Linked DNA regions of Mus musculus: region 1 is linked to region 2. A link is a contact called in public HiCAR-type data. All regions are on one chromosome and are shown on one strand. The core of a region is the stretch at or near the end of the contact, and the rest is flanking DNA. Distances in the headings are between cores, read along the strand shown.

Region 1 (4,908 bases), core at 1,485-3,984, 310 kb before region 2:
ACTACAGTCTAAGAATTCTAATTGTCTTGAGCTATCACTGCCACTTCACATAATCACATTCTCACATACTCCGAAAACTGGGAATAGCTCTACCTCAAGATCCAGCTACACCACTCCAGGGCACATGCCCCAAAGAAACTCCAACATCCCAACAAAGACACTTGCTCAACTATGTTCATAGCAGCTTTATTTGTAATAGCCATGGACTGGAAACAACCTAGGTGTCCATCAACTGAAGAATGGATAAAGAATGAGTGGTGACTGCAAATTGTAATACTATTCAGATGTTAAAAATCATGACATCATGATGTTTGCAGGCCAGTTTATGAATCTTGGGAATATCATCCTGCATGAGGTAGTACAGTCTCCAAAGGACCTGCACAGTAAGTACTTACTTATTCGGATATGGGTATTACCCATAAAATACAGGTACCATGCTAATTTCCACAGACCCAAAGAAGTTAAACAAGAAGGAAGGCTCAAGCAAGGATGCTTAAATCTTACTTAGAAGGGAAAAGAAAATAGTCATAAGAGGCAGATGGAGGGAAAGAACTGGAAGGGAAAGTGTATGGGGAGGGGATTGTTGGGGTCAGGAACCGGTATGGGGAGAGACAGGAAGGATAGCCAGATAGCCATGAGAATGAATGGAAATCTACATCTGAGAAGTATGGGGGGGAGGGAGCATCTCCAGGAACTGTCAAAGAGCTGGGATAAGAGAGGTACCCAAGAATCATTGAGGGTGTCCTTAGCTGTGACACACAGCATTGGAGATAAGGAACCAGATGCGGCCAACTTCTGTAGTCACTCAGGAACCCCAGTGGAGTGATTAGGGACTCCAACACACCCACAAAACTTTCAATCCAAAATTTATCCTTTATGACTACAAGAAATGCAGAGATGGGTGATGGAGTAGAGTCTGAGGGAATGGCCAACCAATAACCTGCCCAACTTGAGACCCATCTCATGGGCAAGGACCATTTTCTGATATTATTTCTTGATACTCTGTTATGCTTTCAGACAGGAGTTTAGCATGGCTGTCCTCTGTGAGGCTCCACCCAACAACTGACTCAAACAGATATAAATACCCACAGCCAAATGACAGATGGAGCTTGGGGACTCTTATGGAAGAATGGGAGGAAAGATTGCACCCCCTATCGGGATAGGAAACCACAAGCAGATCAACAGAGTGAACTAACCTGGACCCTTGGTGCCTTAGAGTCTGAACCACTAACCAAAGGACAAACACGGGCTGGACCTAGGCCTCCCTGCATATATGTAGCAGATGTGCAGTCTGGTCTTCATGTGGGTTCCAAACAACTGGAGGAGGGAGTTATCCCAAAAGTTGTTGCCTGAGTGAGGGATATGTTCTTCTAGCTGATCTGGCTTGTCTAGCCTCAGTGGAAGAGGATTCACCTAGCCTCACAGAGACTTGATGTGCTAGGGTTGGGATATATGGGAGAGGAGAGTAATGGCTACGAGAAGAATGGGGGATGAGGCAAAGAACTGTGGGGGGAGTGATTGGGAGGGAGACAGTGTGGGGGATGTAAAGTGAATTAGTAAAATAATTTTCTAAAAATGAAAGAAATGTTTCTCCAAAGAGGAACTTTCCTTTTTCTAACATTTGGCTATCAGCTCCAACACCTGTTTTACAAAGCTATATCAACATGGTTTTGGTAATGCATGGCCCAGCAGTCTATGTAGCAAGGAAGAAAAGAAGAGCAAAGGGTGTTTTTATTTTTCTAATTTTGTTATGAACTATAATATATATGTGAAATTTATCAAGACATAAATGATAGGTAACAATGTCTGGCTTCTTTTCAATGGTATTTTTTTGTTTGTATTTCTTTGATTCCTAATGAGGATGTTTTTCCCAGTGCATATTTATTGGGAAGGTGGAGACATTTGAACCAGCTACCAAGAACCAAACACTTTCACATTAAGAAGGGAAGCATGGGCTACGGTTTTAGCCTGTAGACATACATGTAACTGGAATAAGTTTTTTTTTTTTTACAACACATAGTGAGTACTTCAGAAAAGAGGGTGTGTCTCTTTAAGGAAGCCTGTGTATGACAAGAAAGGAAAAATTTTCTGGAAAATTTGGACTGGAGGTTTGAAGGTAATGGTAAGAAATCTCAGTGACTGCTGGAGGTGACTTAACAAGCCAGAATGGTACTCATCCAAGAAAGCAAAACTGTGGTCTGTGTGTGCTATGCTTGATTGAATGAAGAATTTAAAAACAAAAACATGTTTAAAATACAGAATGATAGGCTGGAAGTAATACTCACTACTTGGATTTTCACACACTTATAGACTGAAAGCAGAGAGCCTACTGTGTTACAAATACTGGAGCACTGCCTGGAGAGGTTTCTTCCCATGGACTTTTCCATCTGAACTTGATGAGTGACAAGGAAGGTCTACTATTGCCCGGGTTTCCATTTCTTCAAAAGAAGTCGAATATAAAGATTTTATATGATAACTCTTGATTTTTAAAAATAATTTATCTAATGTGTTTTTTAAACCTGATATGTCTGTGTGAGGGTGGCAGACCCTCTGGAATTGGAGTTATGGAGATTTGTGAACTGCCATTTGTGTGCTGGAAATTGAGCCAGGATCCTCTGAAAGAACTTCCAGTGCTTTTAACAAGTTTGATTTTTAAAAGCAATAGGATCTCCTGTGGTTCATTCCCTTTCTCTTGTTAATTTCTCCTCCTCTTCCACTTCCTCTTCCTTGCCACCACACCTCTTGCTACCCTTTCTCCTCTGTAACATTGTGCCACTCAAACAAGAGGTACAGGGCAAAAGGTAACCTTGTGCACCTCTTGTTTTTCCCCTTGCCTCAGAAATTAGAATTGGGACCCAGGACAACAATGTGCATTTTAGATGAGTCCTGAGGGCTACTTTTTATGCCTCTGATTCCCCTTCCCCCTACACACTTACTCATAATCATACTCAATGGTAGGAGAAGCATTATTTCTATTCCACATGCTGTGTTTGTTTGTTTGTTTGTTAGTTTTACATTGAGCATATACTTGAAGAGCTCCAAATAATTAACTTAATGTGTGCATTTGCTTAGTTGATCATTGTGTAGGCTTTTCTTCAGCAGAATTTTCCACCCTGGTGAAGAACATATGAGATAGAATATAGGGTCCCTGTAGCTTTAGAAAAAAGAAATTCTCTGTCTTCTGCAGTACATATAAATAATTACAAACCACCCTAAAACTTTCTTCATTATTAGATATATTGTTCTATAATGCCATATTGATTATAGAACCCTCATTGAGAATACATTTACGATATGCCAAAAAGCATTGCATATGAGAAATAAAGAAAGACACTCATAAGATCTGTTATCCATTTTTAAATTTCTGGTGATAGAGAATATCAAGTAATTCTGTGCAAATCTTAAAAAAGGACCTTGATCAAGATGTAGTTGAAAAATAGGTCAGAGTTTAGTTTAAGTGCAGAGAATAATTGCATAGCAATCTCCTGATGACAGGAGCATGCTGCTTCAGGAAGTGCCCCTGTCATTCAGGTAGCATCTGCCATGACATGGGTGCAGTATCCTCACTCAGCTAGATAACATGAAAGGTCCCTTCCAAGCCTGATGTTAATGCTTTTATAAAATTGAGTTCCACCAAGAAAGAAGTCTTCCTATCTAAGGTGGTGAGTTTCGTTCATAGGTCACAACATATCTTTGGGGATAGAATGATCTGTAGCCATATATTTTTCACAACATACTTTAATAAATGTTAAACCTTCCCTCTAAGCCACCACCCACCAGATATCGTGGAAAAGAAAGGTTATTAGGATACAGGGAAGTGGACCCATTTAGAAATAATTCTTTGGGGGAGATTGCAATATTCATTGTTCTCAGTCTACTAGCAAACACCGAACATGAACCAGCAGCTACAGTCTAGTCCACTTGGCAGACACCACACGCAAATCAGCAAGGGCAGTTCAATTGAGAAGAAACTGAAGGCTCTCCAATCAGGCTGAGTCTGTGGAAGCAGCAAGAAGCCACAGGAATCTCATGAGAAGTTCTTTGGTCAGTTCCTCCCTATGAAGTCAGCACAAACAAAGCCAAGCAACACAATGTAAAGCAAAGCAATACATATGTGTCATGAGAAAAAGACTATGAGGGAGAACAAAGCAAACCAATGCTCCATCTCCCCGTGTCTGTGAGGTCGATCATATTTATATTCTTTCTAAACATCATGTGTCTTGTCATGTGTTTGCTAAAGCAAAACATTCTTTCACCTGTGTCTGCTTCAGCAAAGCTTCATTATAACCTCAGTCTTCAAAGAAACAAGAAATGTTCACTTTCGCACGGGTCACCAAACACCTTAGAAAAACACAGATACTAACATTATGAATCATAACCACAGCAAAATTAGAGTTAAAGAAATAGCAACAAAAATAATTTTATGGTTGGGGTTCACCACAACATAAGAAACTGTACAAAACGGTAGTAGCCTTAGGAAAAATGAGAACTGCTGTGCTATAAGATTAGCGTAGAAGTCAGAACTGAAAAAAACGAATAGAGTAAGACCAAAAAGAAAAAATCCTTTAAAAAAAAAAACTTTTAAAACAAAATAAAATAAAACAAACAAAAAAAAACCAGTCAAACTATATGTTATCATAAACAGTCATTATGGAGGAACCCTGCTACAATATTAAGGTTAGAGTCTGCCATTGTCTGGATAGCGTTCTGAACTCAGCACAAAATGGGAGACTTCCTTTACTAGAAAGGCTTCTCCTCCTTTGACATTGTCTGGGAAGCTCGAAATCGCTACCCAGTACCTGCTACATTGTTTAGATTACAGGTTGAGCTTCCTTTCTCCAGATATGCACCTGATCAGCAAGCACCTGAGATTTCTGGAATTTCTTTCCATGCTAATGAAGCATCTCA
Region 2 (4,765 bases), core at 1,380-3,879:
AACCTCCACATTCATTTATGAAAATTGAGATAGTTGTTGCGACTCAACAGTTAAAGAAGCTATACCACAGCTTCTCTATTCACCTATCTATCTACCTATCTATATAAATGATATAAATATAGATGATATAGATATGGATATAGATGATCTAGATGATAGAGAGAGATTAGATAGAGACAGCCAGAAATATCTATATATAGAGATATATCATATTTATGGCATTTGGCTTTGTCTTACGTCTTTAATGGCTGAAGTCATTAATAGATTTCAACTTGGGACATATTTTATAATTAATGTTATATTTTTAACTTAATAAGCACTAACATTTTCCTTTCTTACACACACACACACACACACACACACATGCTTTGTTAAGTTAAAACTATAACATCGATTATAAGATATGTAACAAGTTAAAATCTATTAATGACTTCAGTCATTAAAGGGTATAAAACAAAGCCAAGTTTAGTACAATTAAACAATGTGATTGGTGGACTTTAAGGTGTTACATCTAATAAAGAGCCTGAAATACTGAGAATCTGATATAGACTGGAATAGGATACAAAGCAAGTCCCTAACTTTTATATGAGATTTGGAGTGAGTCTGGTACCGAAAAAAAGTGTAAAATCTGAAAAGTCTTACTTAGGTTTAGTTTAGTTCATGATATTGTAAACTGTTATTTTGATGGTTTTGTCCTATGGCCTTCAAAAATACTAAAATTTGAAGGTACAAGTTAAGAGGACAGTATTAAGGAATTTTAAAATCATTTTCCAAATTCAAATGACTTTGAAAATGTGAAAGTATGTGGATTTTAAAACTACTTAAGATACAAACAGTAATGCAAAGCCAAAAAAAAAAAATACAAATTGTTATATGCATGCTTAACATTTCATTACTAGAAGAGTGACATGTGGTTGAAAGTGCCCTGAACTAACTACTGTCTAACACATGTGTTCTGGTTTGTTTATTTGTTTGTTTAATTTTAATCTTATGTGTATGAGTGTTTGCCTATGTGGATGCATGTGTATCACATGCCTGATGCCCACAGAGGCCAGAAGAGGATATTGAATCCCCAGGAACTGGAGTTACAGGAAATTGTGAGGTGCTATGTGGGTGTTGGCAATCAAAAGTTGGTTCAAGAGCCCTTAGCTGTTTAGTCATCTCAGACGCTTCAGAGTTATAACTTTGATTATTACCAAATTTGTAGGATTGAGACAGTGTCTATAACCCCTCAAGCAAGTCATTCTAGATCCTGGTGTCTTTAGTCTGCAACATCAAATTTTGGATTGAGTAATTTTAGGAATATTTAAATGACTACATTAGCTCATTGGAAAGTATCAAACTGATGCCTTTGCCTAATGTCAACAAAATGCCAAAGATTCTAATATGTTTTGTAAGGATGCATATATGCTGTGTCTATGTGTGTGTGTGTGTGTGAGAGAGAGAGAGAGAGAGAGAGAGAGAGAGAGAGAGAGAGAGAATGAGAATATAAGAACAAATCACAAATGTGGGTATGTTTCTATACATAATGAATATAGACTAAAATACAGCATAAATGGAGAAAGCTATCTCCACCCTGTGTTCACAACGTGCTTAATTTATCCTTAGCACATAAAGATGCCAGGTGTGATTAGTGTAAAATAAAACTCAGCAGTTTTTAGCAAGACAAGTGCCTCTCTAAACCACTCTCTGGGAAAAGGACTTAAGGGGGAGAAGGGGGAGGATAGAGACATACATTTTATTAGCTGTTCCCCCAACACCTCAGTCTATACCCTTCAGGAAATCTGTGTTAATTGAAGAGAAGTTGCTAAAATAATGTGCAGTTGGTGACATAGAAAGAGGCCAGCCTTTAAGGGATAGGAAGTCTCATCTCTAAGATGTTTTTCTCTATCCTATGTCAAAACCTACTCCTAGAAATAATGAGGGAGCAGAAGCCCGTTCTCCCCCTGAATTCTTTAGCAAAGCAGGGATAATGAGAGGACTTTTTAAGTGTCGTGGTGGGAGTGAGGCTAAGAATTTACTTTTCTAATAAAAGTCTTGTTGAAAAAGGCACAGAGTGCGGTAGATGAATTGCCACACATTAATTCTCCATATTAGAAAATAAAGAAAATCCTCTTTACCATTATCATTCAGCGCACAGGCACACTACCAAAGCTGACCAGGCAAGCGGATTTAGCAGAAAACACTATCATTATGTTCCAAAGTGGGCCACAAAGCACAAACCCCTCTCCCTCAAAAGCCTGTGAGAAAGATGGAGTGGAAACCTTCATCTAAGGAATAATTCTTTGCCACTTTTTCTCCCAGTGATATCACCAACCATTCAGAGGAGGGATAGAATCCATAATGGTCATCCCAATAGGTGTTGAATAGTGAAGGGTGGAGCCAGGAGGGGAGAAGGTGCTTCCCAGAAAAGGGTGGGAAGAGACCCTGAGGGCTACTGAGGAATAGACTCATGTGCAAATTGAGCTAGCTGACTGAGCTTCACTTGGGAGAATGGAGTAAGTGCAGAGGACCATTCATTGTCTTTTGCTCTCTTCTGGGATTAACTTGCTCTGTCTTGGGAAGAAAATTCTGACTAGAGACACTCCCTTGGGTGGGAACAGGAAGGGCTTCTCATGAGTAACCAAATGAGACAGTATTTCCTGAGTCCTCCCCTCTGAAGGTGGAGCTGCCACAGTGTCTAGACTAGTCAAGCAAGGCCTAAGGCTAATACTTTTGGTGAATCAGAGATTGCAAACAGATTCTCCTCCATGACTGGCATTTTAGAGGCCAGACAGGGAGTTGGAGACTCTAGATGAATTATAGATTCTCACCAGGAGGTCATCCATCCTGCTGATCCAAACCAGGAAAGATTAGAAAGAAGACTCTAACGCCGAGTTTTTTCTCCAGATTACACAGGGTGGCAGGAGAGAACCGACTTCCAAGAGTTGTCCTCTGAGCTCTACATGTCTGACATAAGACATAGACATACAGACTCAGACACACTCACATACACACACATACACACACACATATGAAGGCACACACACAAATGCAGGCACACACACACACATTACTACCACCACAGTATAACCACACATATACACACAAACATACACACACATGAACTAACACATATTGATACACATATTCACAAAGAAATTTATAATTTTTGAAGAAGAGGGTTCTTGCTACTATGTGTTGCCAAATGGTACTGTTTTACAGGGCCACATACTTCGTAACTCTGGGGGTACACTTCTTAGTGCTTCTATGATTATCTGTCTCTCTGTCATGACCATTTAAGAAAAATTTCCCCTTGTATTCTTGACTCTGTGAGTTTGGTAATGTTTGTTGATTTGCTGATATTTGGAGAGTGTAAGAAAGGGTAAAATGCAAATGGTGGGAGGGAAAGCTGGGTAGGAAGGAGGACCTGGTAGGCATGGTGAAACAGGGAGGGGCATGAGAATTGCTGCCCAGACTCTGACCCACTTTTACCCTTGGATACCTGTTCATGTTGGAAGCAACTATTTAAATAAACAAAGATCCCTTGGTGATAACTAGCTCAACATCTACATTACTTTACCTCCAGAGGAATAGTTTGAAATGAAGAAGGACAACATTTTTCAGTGGGTCTGAAGTGTGGCCTACACATCAGCCACGGGAACATTAGCTAGACATGCCAATCCACAGGTTGGACCCAAGCCTACCTAATCTGCCAACTGAGGGCAGGTAACAAACATCTCGGTGATTCAAAAATATGCCCAAGTCCCAAGGCAGCTTTGTTTAGGCAGACCAGGGAGAAAAAAGCCTAATAGGACAAATATATGAGATTTTTTTCAGAGTGGTTAGATAGGTTGCTTGCTGCTGAGGGTATAGGGTCTGGGCATAGAGATCATGAAAGAGTAGAAAGTAAGTAATTAGTGGGTTTTAAGTGTCTCTAAGGGAGGGTACAGAGCCAAATAAAGATAATCCTGGCTTGGACAAGACTGACTTGCCGGGACTTGTTTAGGAAATGCAAGCCTTGGTTTACCTGTTTATACTAAAGCAGGCTGTGCTGGCTGGGTTCTTTGTTCTCTTACCCATGTCTGAAGCAAACAGGACATGCAGATGAACTTCTAAAAAGGATGTGGGGGATGGGGTTCTGCATCCCTTCCTTTTATTTGTGTGTTTAAAAATCTAGATTTCTCTAGAAGATGCCTAACTGAGCCATGCCAAGAACCCTTACAATTAAAAGCCGACCATTTTCTCTTATTTGTAAGCAATCTTCCTCCATTTTTAATATCATGCATATGCAAACACATTTAAATCATATGAGCCTTTATAGCATCTGTGTGCTGGCAGAGTGGATACATAATGCCTAATATACATGTGTACTAGTAATCTGTGAAAATCAATGACTGTGTGCAACTCCAGCTTCTAAAATAGAATCTAAAGAGATCCAGTTAGTGCCAACACTACTTCATACAGTTCAGTTTAAACGGAACATGAGCTGTAGGTAAGAGTGCGTGTGAAAATATGATCAGAGAAAACTCAAAGGCAGAATCAATTAAAACTCTTGATTGGTGTTGGCAATGTCCTCCAGTAGAGGGATGGGTAAGCCCTGGCAGTCTTACAACCTCTGCTGCTTCTGGGCCTATGGTGCATATGACTCCCAGCAGCTGTGCCTCTCCCTGCTGATTATAGACCGAGTCTCCAGCTTCCTTAGAGCAATGCCCAGCAGCCTCAGCCGCTCAGAGGTGCTGTCACCACCTGCAACTGGGCCTTGGCAGGTTAGGGGGTTCTTTCT

What was found. HiCAR-type assays count read pairs that join an accessible place to other places.
Region 1: a HiCAR-type map of embryonic stem cells shows a contact between it and region 2, with 6 times the contacts expected there. The contact joins two enhancer-like sites. A contact is called at or near these places in 1 of 484 Hi-C or Micro-C datasets (the 3T3-L1 cell line), 1 of 115 datasets of contacts at active chromatin or transcription factors (embryonic stem cells) and 1 of 9 other capture datasets (embryonic stem cells).

The regions. Positions count from the first base shown.
Region 1 is chr2:141,576,232-141,581,139 of GRCm38.p6, reverse strand. All of the region lies in intron 6 of Macrod2 (mono-ADP ribosylhydrolase 2), which reads right to left. Among named protein-coding and RNA genes, the nearest start is that of Gm25583, 62 kb to the left of the region's middle. Within about 2 kb of position 2,734, at least 1 of the 459 cell types and tissues checked has an H3K27ac peak or open chromatin away from gene starts, as enhancers often do. A contact at or near this core is called in embryonic stem cells, where this site is marked.
Region 2 is chr2:141,264,640-141,269,404 of GRCm38.p6, reverse strand. The region is part of intron 5 of Macrod2 (mono-ADP ribosylhydrolase 2); the gene reads right to left. Among named protein-coding and RNA genes, the nearest start is that of Gm25583, 370 kb to the left of the region's middle. Within about 2 kb of position 2,629, at least 20 of the 459 cell types and tissues checked have an H3K27ac peak or open chromatin away from gene starts, as enhancers often do. A contact at or near this core is called in embryonic stem cells, where this site is marked.